2 separate regions of the Mus musculus genome follow, and region 2 is linked to region 1. Evidence: chromatin contacts called from public promoter capture Hi-C data. All regions are on one chromosome and are shown on one strand. The core of a region is the stretch at or near the end of the contact, and the rest is flanking DNA. Distances in the headings are between cores, read along the strand shown. Region 1 holds the start of Ceacam18 (carcinoembryonic antigen-related cell adhesion molecule 18). Region 2 holds the start of Syt3 (synaptotagmin III).

What was found. Promoter capture Hi-C pulls out the DNA fragments that hold promoters and counts their contacts.
Region 2: a contact with region 1 is called in a promoter capture Hi-C map of embryonic stem cells, with 3 times the contacts expected there. The contact joins the promoter of Syt3 here to the promoter of Ceacam18 in region 1. A contact is called at or near these places in 1 of 39 promoter capture datasets (embryonic stem cells) and 1 of 9 other capture datasets (liver).

Annotation. Positions count from the first base shown.
Region 1 is chr7:43,633,390-43,637,977 of GRCm38.p6, forward strand. It overlaps Ceacam18 (carcinoembryonic antigen-related cell adhesion molecule 18), which reads left to right and starts at 1,350. Exons shown (of 6, transcript NM_028236.1): 1 at 1,350-1,426; 2 at 3,368-3,721. The coding sequence starts at 1,375.
Region 2 is chr7:44,380,868-44,385,582 of GRCm38.p6, forward strand. Syt3 (synaptotagmin III) reads left to right here and starts at 3,259. Exons shown (of 11, transcript NM_001114116.1): 1 at 3,259-3,309; 2 at 3,939-4,082. It also overlaps a transcript of 1700008O03Rik not described here.

The sequences.
Region 1 (4,588 bases), core at 100-2,599:
TGCAACAGTTAACTCTGTATGCCAGTGTGAACGTGTTTGGATGAAACATGTCTGGGTGTGACCATGAGAGTATTTCCAGATATCAGTGTTTGAATGGAAGACCTTGCCCTGGGGAGGATGGTGGTGTTTTTGTTCTTTTGATGAGAAACTATAGATATAGTTAGAGATGGTAACACATAGCTGTGATCCCCGAATCCAGGAAGTAGAAACAAGGTACTCACAAGTTTCAGGGTAGACAAGGCTATCATAGGAGATCCTGTCTCCATAATCTGTGCATGTGGCTCGGCAGTAGAGACAGACATCTACAGGTAAGTTACATCCAGTAGTTTTCCCTGCAGTTAAGGGTGCCGCCATGAGATACAGGCAGAAGTGTTGTGAGCCACTGTCAGAAAGTGTCCCTCACTCGGGGGTTCTTCCTGAGACTTCCTACTTCCTGCTCGGTGATGCGGGGACAAAGCATCAGCTGCCATCTTGGGTCAGGAGGTGGGAGACAGGAGCATCACAGAGTAAGAGGGTAGAGGAGCCTGGGAAATTGTCAAAATCACCTAGGACTTAACCCCACTAGACACACAGAGAGAGCACTGTCTGCTCCCTTCTTTTAAAGGGAGAAAACCCATCCTAAAGTGATTTATTGCCAGATGTGTCTCGTGTGTGTGTGCGGCTTCATGAAGTTTCACTTGAATGGAGTTAGTACAGGTCTTTAAAAATGACCCAGTGAAGAACATGAGGGAGTGTGTCATGGGGAATTATTCTGTAGAAAGAGCATAGTCATAAACCGAGACAAAGCAATTAAAAGATTAATCACAGCCCTGAACACGAATGCCAGCTAAAATGGAAAGGAGACATAGGTTAAAATGTAATGGTCTTTTGCTGTCAAACTCCTTGCCACCAAACCTGATGACCTGAGTTTAATCCCTAGGACCCACATACTCCTTCATATCCTCTAACCTTACACGTGTGTGTCACACACACACACACAAATGCTGTTTGTGGTTGGGAATATAGCTCAATGGTAGAGCCTTTGCCTAGCATGCAAAGTCCTGTGTTCAATCCCCAGTACTGGAGGAAAAAAATTAAACAACCAAAAGACACATGATGCTCTTGTCTTTGTAACTGCTTTTTAGTATTTCCCAGTTTTTGAAAACTAGCAAGAAGCTGGTGTTGTTTGTGTCATAGTCATAAAAACATTAATAGGTATAAAAATGAGATAAGCAAAAGCTGGAAGATGACATAGAGCTATAAAGATAAGACGTGCAGCCGTAGGTCTGCCCTCACTGCCGGGCAGAGTCCTTTCTAGGAGGAGCCACACGAAGAGGGGAGGGCAGGGCAGGGACATTGCAGAACCTGCCGAGCTCTGGAGGACCCAAGAAGTCCATGGACTTTTCTAGGCCTAGCTTTAGCCCCTGGAGGTGGCTCACCCTTGTGGGTAAGAGGGGAGAAAATCTGCTTTCTGAGCCTAGGGGGGAGGGGAGAAGCTCGGAAGGAGCAGGAAACAGATCTGTTGAGGCATAACTCAGAAGCTTTATGATGGAAGCAGCAGGAAGAGGGTTGGAGCCAGGTCCCTCACCAGGACTCTCATGAGCACATACATCTAGGGTATATCTCACACCCATAGAGACATAGACAGATGAGACACACAGACTCAGACATATGCATATAATACACACAACCACAGCAAGAACACACACACACAGAAACAGAGACAGATGAGACACACAGACTCAGACATATGCATACATACAACCACAGCAAGAACACACACACACACACACACACACACACACACACACACACACACACACACACACACATCTACCTGCCATGTAAAGTGGTAAACTTGGACCCCTACCTCCCTGCAACCACTTTGTGTTCCTTAGGCTTCCCCTAGCTATCTGGATTCTCTTCCTGTCCAGCCTGGGTCTCTTTCTAATCCCCTTCTTCTTCAGGACTCTTTATGCTCCCTGATACTCACAGCTACTGTGATGTGCTAGGAGGCACAGATACTGGTCTTGAATATGTCAGTGTTCGCCCTGCAGTATGGAGTGGGATCTCAGGTACCTTTACCTCCCCCATAGTCAAACCTCAGGCATTACAGAGTAGGGGATACCAGTTTGTGTCTAAGGTGGTGGCAAGTCCTACCCTATCCACATCCACTTCAATGAATTCATATCTGCAGACTGTGCCAGACAGTCTGAGAGGGGCTTCCCTGCATTTATTCCCCAGATAGTCATGAAAGCTATATACCCAGTGTTAACTGGCACAGCCAAGCCCTGCCTGCCTGGACCTCACAGGTCTGCCCTCAAACTAAATGTCTAAGTAGTCAAGGCTAGGGTAAGGGGATCCTACGATGCTAGGAAGCCCAGAAGAGACACCTGGCCCAGGCTGGTCAGGAGACATCAGAGCTAAGGATGAAGGAGAAATGAGTTCTCAGGTAGACTGCAAATGGGGAGAGTGGAGCAGAGATCTGTGTATGGAGATGGGGACCAGCATACACAGAAGGTTACGGAACTGAGGAAAGCAAGGTCACATCTTGTGTTTTATTGAGATGCACATGTCTATTGTGTGAAGGATGGATTGGGGAGGCCAGTAGCAAAGGGAAGTGGGTGGGGCTGAGAAGATAAGAAGAGAGTGGATAAGACAAGGACTTGGGACTGGGGGGAAATCAGTCCTCAACTGGAAACTCAATGTATTTTATTCTAGGTATATGTATGTGTGTGCTTGAGTGTATCTGTGTTCACCACATGTATGCATGTACCTGTGGGGGCCAGAAAAGGGCACCAAAGACCCCGGGGCTGGAGTTACAATTGTTGTAAGCCACCCACTCTGGTGCTGGGGGCCAAAGCCAGGTCCTCTGCCAGAGCAGTGAGTGCTCTTAACCACTAAGCCAGCTCTAGAGCCAGCTGTACTGGGACTTCTTCATTTACAGTATGAGTTACTTTGGACAGGAACTGGAGAGGGAGGATTTGCTGGCTCATGGTTCATTCTAGTGGATTGGGGTGGGAGTGAGGCATGATGAAACAGTTCAGCTCGTGGCAGCATCAAGGTAGGGTGGAGGCTGTTCACAACATAGCACATAACAGGAACACAGAGCAGGGTAGGAGCCAGAGGCTAGGTATGAGCTCTGCAGGCTTCCGTTTAGTGGCCTGCTTCCACCACTAAGACCTTGTCTGCAAAAGGCCACAGCCTCCCAAAATAGTGCCACTAGCAGAAGACCAAGTGTTCAAAATTTGAGCCTACGGGAGACATTGAAGACTCAAATTCTGACAATTATAGAACTGTGAAAGTCATTACCTGCATCTCATCCCCCACTTTCCTCATCTCCCTTACCCTCCCCACCCCCACACTCTCTCCTCTTTGGTTTCCTCAGCCAGTTTGCTGACCTGTGGGATCTGCCAGGCTTCTGGTCAGATCTTCATCAGCCCAGACTCACTCTTAGGAGTGGAGAAGTACCGGACCATCCTGACCTTAGAAAATGTCCCAGAAGATGTCCTGGAGTACAGCTGGTATCGGGGCAAGGACAACAGTACAGAAAACATGATTTTCAGCTATAAACCTCCCAATACCCGACACCCTGGACCCTCGTACAGTGGACGTGAGAATGTGACCCGTGCAGGTAGCCTGGTGGTGAGGATGTCGGCGGTAAATGACACAGGCTACTATACTGTTGAAGTGGACACTAGCAACGAGACCCAAAGAGCAACTGGCTGGCTCCAGATCGTAAGTGAGTTGGCATGGCAACCAATTCCCCCAACAAAAAAGAGAAGCTTGTCCTAAGCACTCTGAGAGGGAGATTCCTTGGAGAGCATGCCATCCAGTGTCTTTGTTGCCTGAAAGTGACCCTGGCAGCCATGAAGGTGGCTCGCTGGCTTTTCCTGCAGAGATGGGCCACTCTGTACATCCAGGAACTCAGTTCACTTGTGGAAGAGAGTATTTATTTTCCACTGTTGTGTAACAGCCATACTTTAGAGCAGTGTTTCTCAACCTTCCTAATGCTGTGACCCTTTTGTACAGTTCCTCATGTTGTGATGACTCCCAGCCATTGCATTGCTAATTTATAACTGTAACTTTGCTGTAGTTATGAATTATAATGTAAATATCTGATATGTAGGATATTTGATATGTGACCACCCAGAGGGGCCATGACTCACACAGGTTGAGAACTGATGTTTAGAGGCTTAAAAAAACACACACACACACACACAAAAAACAAAAAACAAAAACTCCAGCTGAGCAGTAGTGGCACATGCCTTTAATCCCAGCACTTGGGAGGCAAAGATAGGTGCATCTCTCTAAGAGATCGAGTTCCAGGACAGCCAGAGAAACCCTGCCTCACAAACCAACCAACCAACCAACCAACCAAACAACCAACCAACCAAACAACCAGTAATGAAGTGATTAACTGTATTTATTTTTGTAGTACTGAGGATGGAGCCCAGAGTGTTCTGTATGCTGGGCAAGCACTCTACCATGAGCTACACCCTAGCCACTCACTGGGGATTCTAGGCAGGGGCTGTGCCACTGACCTATATCCATAGCTGGGACTCACTATGTTGTCCAAGTTGGCCTAGAACTTTCAATTCTCTTGTCT
Region 2 (4,715 bases), core at 2,009-4,508, 750 kb after region 1:
ACGGCATCAGGCTTGGCTGCAAGCTCCTTCACACACTAGGCCATCTTGTCTGCCTGGAGACATTTGATGAATTGAAGAACTATATTACTTACTTTTTTATTAAGCCAAATAGGGTAGCCAGCACATTCTCTTTCCTGGTTTCCAGTTTTCCACGCCCAGCAGCAGCAAAACCCAAGGCCCTCAAATATCCTAGATGCACATAAAGTCAAGGCTCCAGATTCAGACCCAAATGCAGGGCTTCTGCGGACCTGCTTGTGTTTTAAATAAGACACAGACTTCTAAACAGTTTAAAGCCGTTGGCCTTTAGTTAGACCAGTCTCTCAGCTAGCTCATTTAAACTTTTCCTAACTTTTCCACCATCCACCTTTCCCTACAAGAGTCCTCACTACCTGCCTACAACTTCGTTCTCTCCTTTCTGCTTCCTTCAGTGTCTTCCTCCCTCTGTCTCTCTTTGAGTTTACCACATCTTCTATCTATCTCTTTATCTCTATCTCTATCTCTATCTCTATCTCTATCTCTATCTCTATCTCTATCTCTATCTCTCTCTCTATCTCTCTCTCTCTCTCTCTCTCTCTCTCTCTCTCTATCTCTATCTCTATCTCTATCTCTATCTCTATCTGCCTGGAAGTCCCAGCTCCATACTTCCTGACCCAGGTCTGGCCATCAGCTCTTTATTATACAAAAACCATATTTCAGCCTGAACTGATCAGCAGCAAGACAACACCTGACCATCCCTTAGGGTTTGCCTTTAGGCGATAAGGACTGCCGGATCCGCCTCTTTTGGGCAGATGAGGAATGACAAGCATATCATATAGAGAAGCATGGGCATAGCAATGGCACCACCAAAACCCTGCCCGCGTAGCTCTTAGTACAGGATTAACCATTGAAAACACAGGGGCACGCCTTCCAACAATGTAAAGGAAGGTTACCCCAACAATACCCAAAGGGACTTTCAAGCCACCTCAGTCATTTCCCATCTACGTGAGGCCTTGCCTTCGAGGACGCTCTTCCTTTCTCTCATTTGTCACATGCAGCTAAGGATCTAATGAACACCATAAGCACCAGTTACGGCAGCACCAAACACTAACTGATGGCAAGCATCGCAGCTCTACCGCCGAGCCCCTCCCCTCGCAGGCTTCTGCCACCGGATGCCACCACCAGCCCCTCCCCAAGGAGCACTAGACAGGTGCTCTGCAACTGAGCTCAGGATAATTTAATTTAATCTTCGAAATAATGGTGCAATATCTGATTTTTATTTCTAAATTATCATTTTCAGGCCCGGGAGAAAACTCATCAGTAAAGTGCTTACTGAGCAAACATGTTATGAGTTGTACCCCAGAACAACATAAAAAGCCAGGTGTGGTGGCAAGCCCCCACTTTAATTTCCTCTCTGGGAGGTAGAAGCAGATAGATCCATGGATCTCACAAGCCAGCCAAAAACTGAGACAGATGACACCCTGATACCTGTACATCGCATGTGCATGCATTCGCACGCACATACATGCACATACATGCACACGTGTGTACCAATTATCATCATCTTAGTGGGGTGTAGTGGTACCAGCCAGCAGTACTAGCACTCAGAAAGCAGAGGCAGGAGGATTACTAGTTCTCATCTGGTTTGGACTTCAGAGTAAAGCCTAGTGTCCAAACTTTTGTTTGTTCGTTGTTTGTTAATTTAAAAATCGTCCTCATTTTTAAAGAGAAAAAGTAAGGCAGTTAGGAACTAACCCAGCGGAAGTCATACAGTGTGCTGAGCTGGCATTAAACACGCATGCATTTTCCCGAGTCGCACAGATGGCTGGTTCTTGCTGCAGCTGCCTCGCAGCATCTGAGCTGCCTCAGACTCACAGTGTTTCTTTGAAGATGTGTCACGTGAAGCTGGCAAGCCCATCTGTGTGCACATTTCTGAGTGTGTGTCACCGCCTGGTCAGGCTGAGCTCCATGGCTGGCATGGAGCTGACTAGCCACTAAGGCCGTTCGCCGCACCTTTGGTGGCCAGGCCCCCGTGCATGCTTCCTCAGACTCCTGTGAGAAGATGCTAGCAGCATAAACATGGACCCTGGATGGAGCCAGCTATCTTTTTCGGAGGCTTCTGATATATAACAACTGCAAATTGCATGCATACGCTACAAGGGGAAGAGTTGCTTTGAACCCAGAGTCTCAGATATGCCAAGCAAACACTGGTTTTTTAGGCTATCAGACCAAGCGCTTTGCTTTCCTGGGAGATTCTACTAGACAAAGGCTCCACTTCTCATCAATGCCCCCAGCTCCTCACTGGAGGATTCTAGACAGGGCTTCTACTGCTGCACTACATCCCCAGCTCTCTCTTATTTTTGGACAGGGTCTCACTCAATCTGCAGAGGCTGGTCTTGAACTCATCCGTAGCCCAGGTTGACCTGGAACTTTCTATCCTCTTCCCTCCCCATCCAGAGCAACTGGGATGAAAGGTCTCTGCCATCAGGCCTTGGAAGCTGTGTTTATTTTGTATAACTGGCTGGCGGGAGGACAATAGCAATTGAGTGAGACACTAACTTCCAAGCCACCCCTCTGGGCTGCTTTTGTGTAGATCAGGACCTCGTGGGAGGAATTGAATCTCCACGGGCCTCAATTGTTCTGTGAAATGGGAATACCTTGATTGCATTCATCCTTATACCAAAGTGAATATTCCATGAGAAGCCATCTTCAAAGCTCTTAACTCCTAACATTGGTAATGGTGAGTGGCAATTTTCATTAGCTGCTATTAATGTGGTAAAAACCGGATGCTCTGTGCCTGTAAGTAGTCATTAAGCACCCACTTGGTGCCAGTGTTTTTGATGCACACTGACTGGTTTCTCAAACTACATCCCTTAGGAGATAATTTCATTGTATTGTGCTGGACATCGGGATCTGGGATGCTAAGAGTCTCAAGGGGACTAGGGCAGGATTCAAATCCAGTGCCTGTGGCTCTACCTAAAATATGAGACTTACTGTGGCCAGCTTTCATTCCAGCCTGCTCAGCTGTAAACCCTGAGATCTTGCTCCCTGGAGAAAGGAGTTTTTGTGGCCTGGGACCTCTGAATCCTAACCTTCTAGTTCCCTCAGGTGGCCTCTCAACTGGGGCGAAACTGCAACCAGAGTCCAGGGAGGTGCACACTAGGGCCATACGGATTTTGGCTTTTGGGTTGCATGGGCTGGCGGGGGAGGGGGGGGGAAAGGGCTTGGGAGGAGCCGAGGAGCTGCGACAGGGGTGGGGAGGAGCCAGGCGGGCACCGCGGCAGCGGGCAGGCGGGCGCGCGCGCGCTCCGGGCTGCAGCAGCCGGGGCTCCGGTGAGTCCGCCCCTCCCCCTCCCCCGCCCCAACCTCATCCCAAGGGGGCGGCCCCAAGTGGGGGCGCGGAGGTCGGTGCAAATAGGGGCGCATCTGGAGCTGGGGAGCTGAGTCTGCAGTGCCAGCTGGACGCTCCAGGGGAGGGGCACGTGGCCCTGGAAAAAGGGGGATCTTGATTCCAATACACCTGGGTGCACTTCACCCTTGCCCACCCATCCCCAGAGTATGGGGATTAGTGACCCATCTCATGACCCCTAAGTGATTAGAGCTACGTGACCTCTGGAGATCTTGGACTCCTTTCCCCTCTCCTGCAGCGTCTTGGGACCCTGACATTTTAACCCTTCCAGCACCACTCCCCCAAAAAATCCCATATTCTGCAGACCGGAGACGCATTGAGGACTTCAACTCCCAGCAGCCCTTGCAGCTCTGGTGCGATAAAGCTGCAGTAGCACTAGCAGCAAGACCAGCTGGGAGTTGTAGTCCCTAAGCTTTTAACTAGCTGCTGGGGGCACGGAGGTGGGAGGGGGCGGCTGGACCTCACCGGGGTCATCTGGGGTCGCGCAGCTACTTCGAGTCGGGCAAGATGCAAAGCTTGGGCTGATTTTTTCCCTCCCGATTTGGGTCCCTAGATCAGTCACCAGCCCCCCTTCTTGCCACCTGGCAAGCGTGGAGACCGGTCCGCAGCGGCTAGGCTCGTCCACCCTGCAATCCCCATGGGCTACCGCCCCCCGCCGCCTCGGCTGCCACCCAGGACAAGGCAGGGGTAAGCACAGGTGAGTCTGACCCTGGCCAAATGGCAGTCAGTCTTCCTTAGCAGCCTGGCTTCTCTTGACTGTCTGGCCCTCGTTCTTTCCCTCGGGGGGGGGGGGGGCTCTTTCCCACCGATGTCTAATGTCTAGCTCCAAACCTTACCTTGTGTTACTCCCTCCTCGCCCACCTCCACCTCTCTCTCCTGTTCTCCTTTTTTTTTTTTTTAAACTGACCATGCTTCTGTCTGTCTGTGTTCCCAACTCTCTTCTCTTGCCTTGTATCTGAGGTCTCCAGCCATTGTCTGGTTGTCCAACCTGGAATTCAGCATCTTTTCTCTCTCTCTTCTGATCTACCTGTGTCTCATTGGAAGGTATTTCTGCCCACACCCCTGCCTCCCTGGCTTCACTTCTCTCTGTGTGTGCACCATGTCTCGGATATAATGAAGTACACGCTGTTCCCCAGCCTCTGTCCTGAACCTCTATACTCCGAATTCTGTGTCTATCTTTCCCTGGCTACCCGACTTCACTTGGTCCTTTCCTCTTATCTCTATCTGTCCTCTTAGCTCCCCTTCTCTCAGCTCGGGGTTTCTGCCACACACCTGACTCTCCTTCCTCTGACCCTCCAGCAGTTTCCCACCCTAAGCCTCCCACCAATGA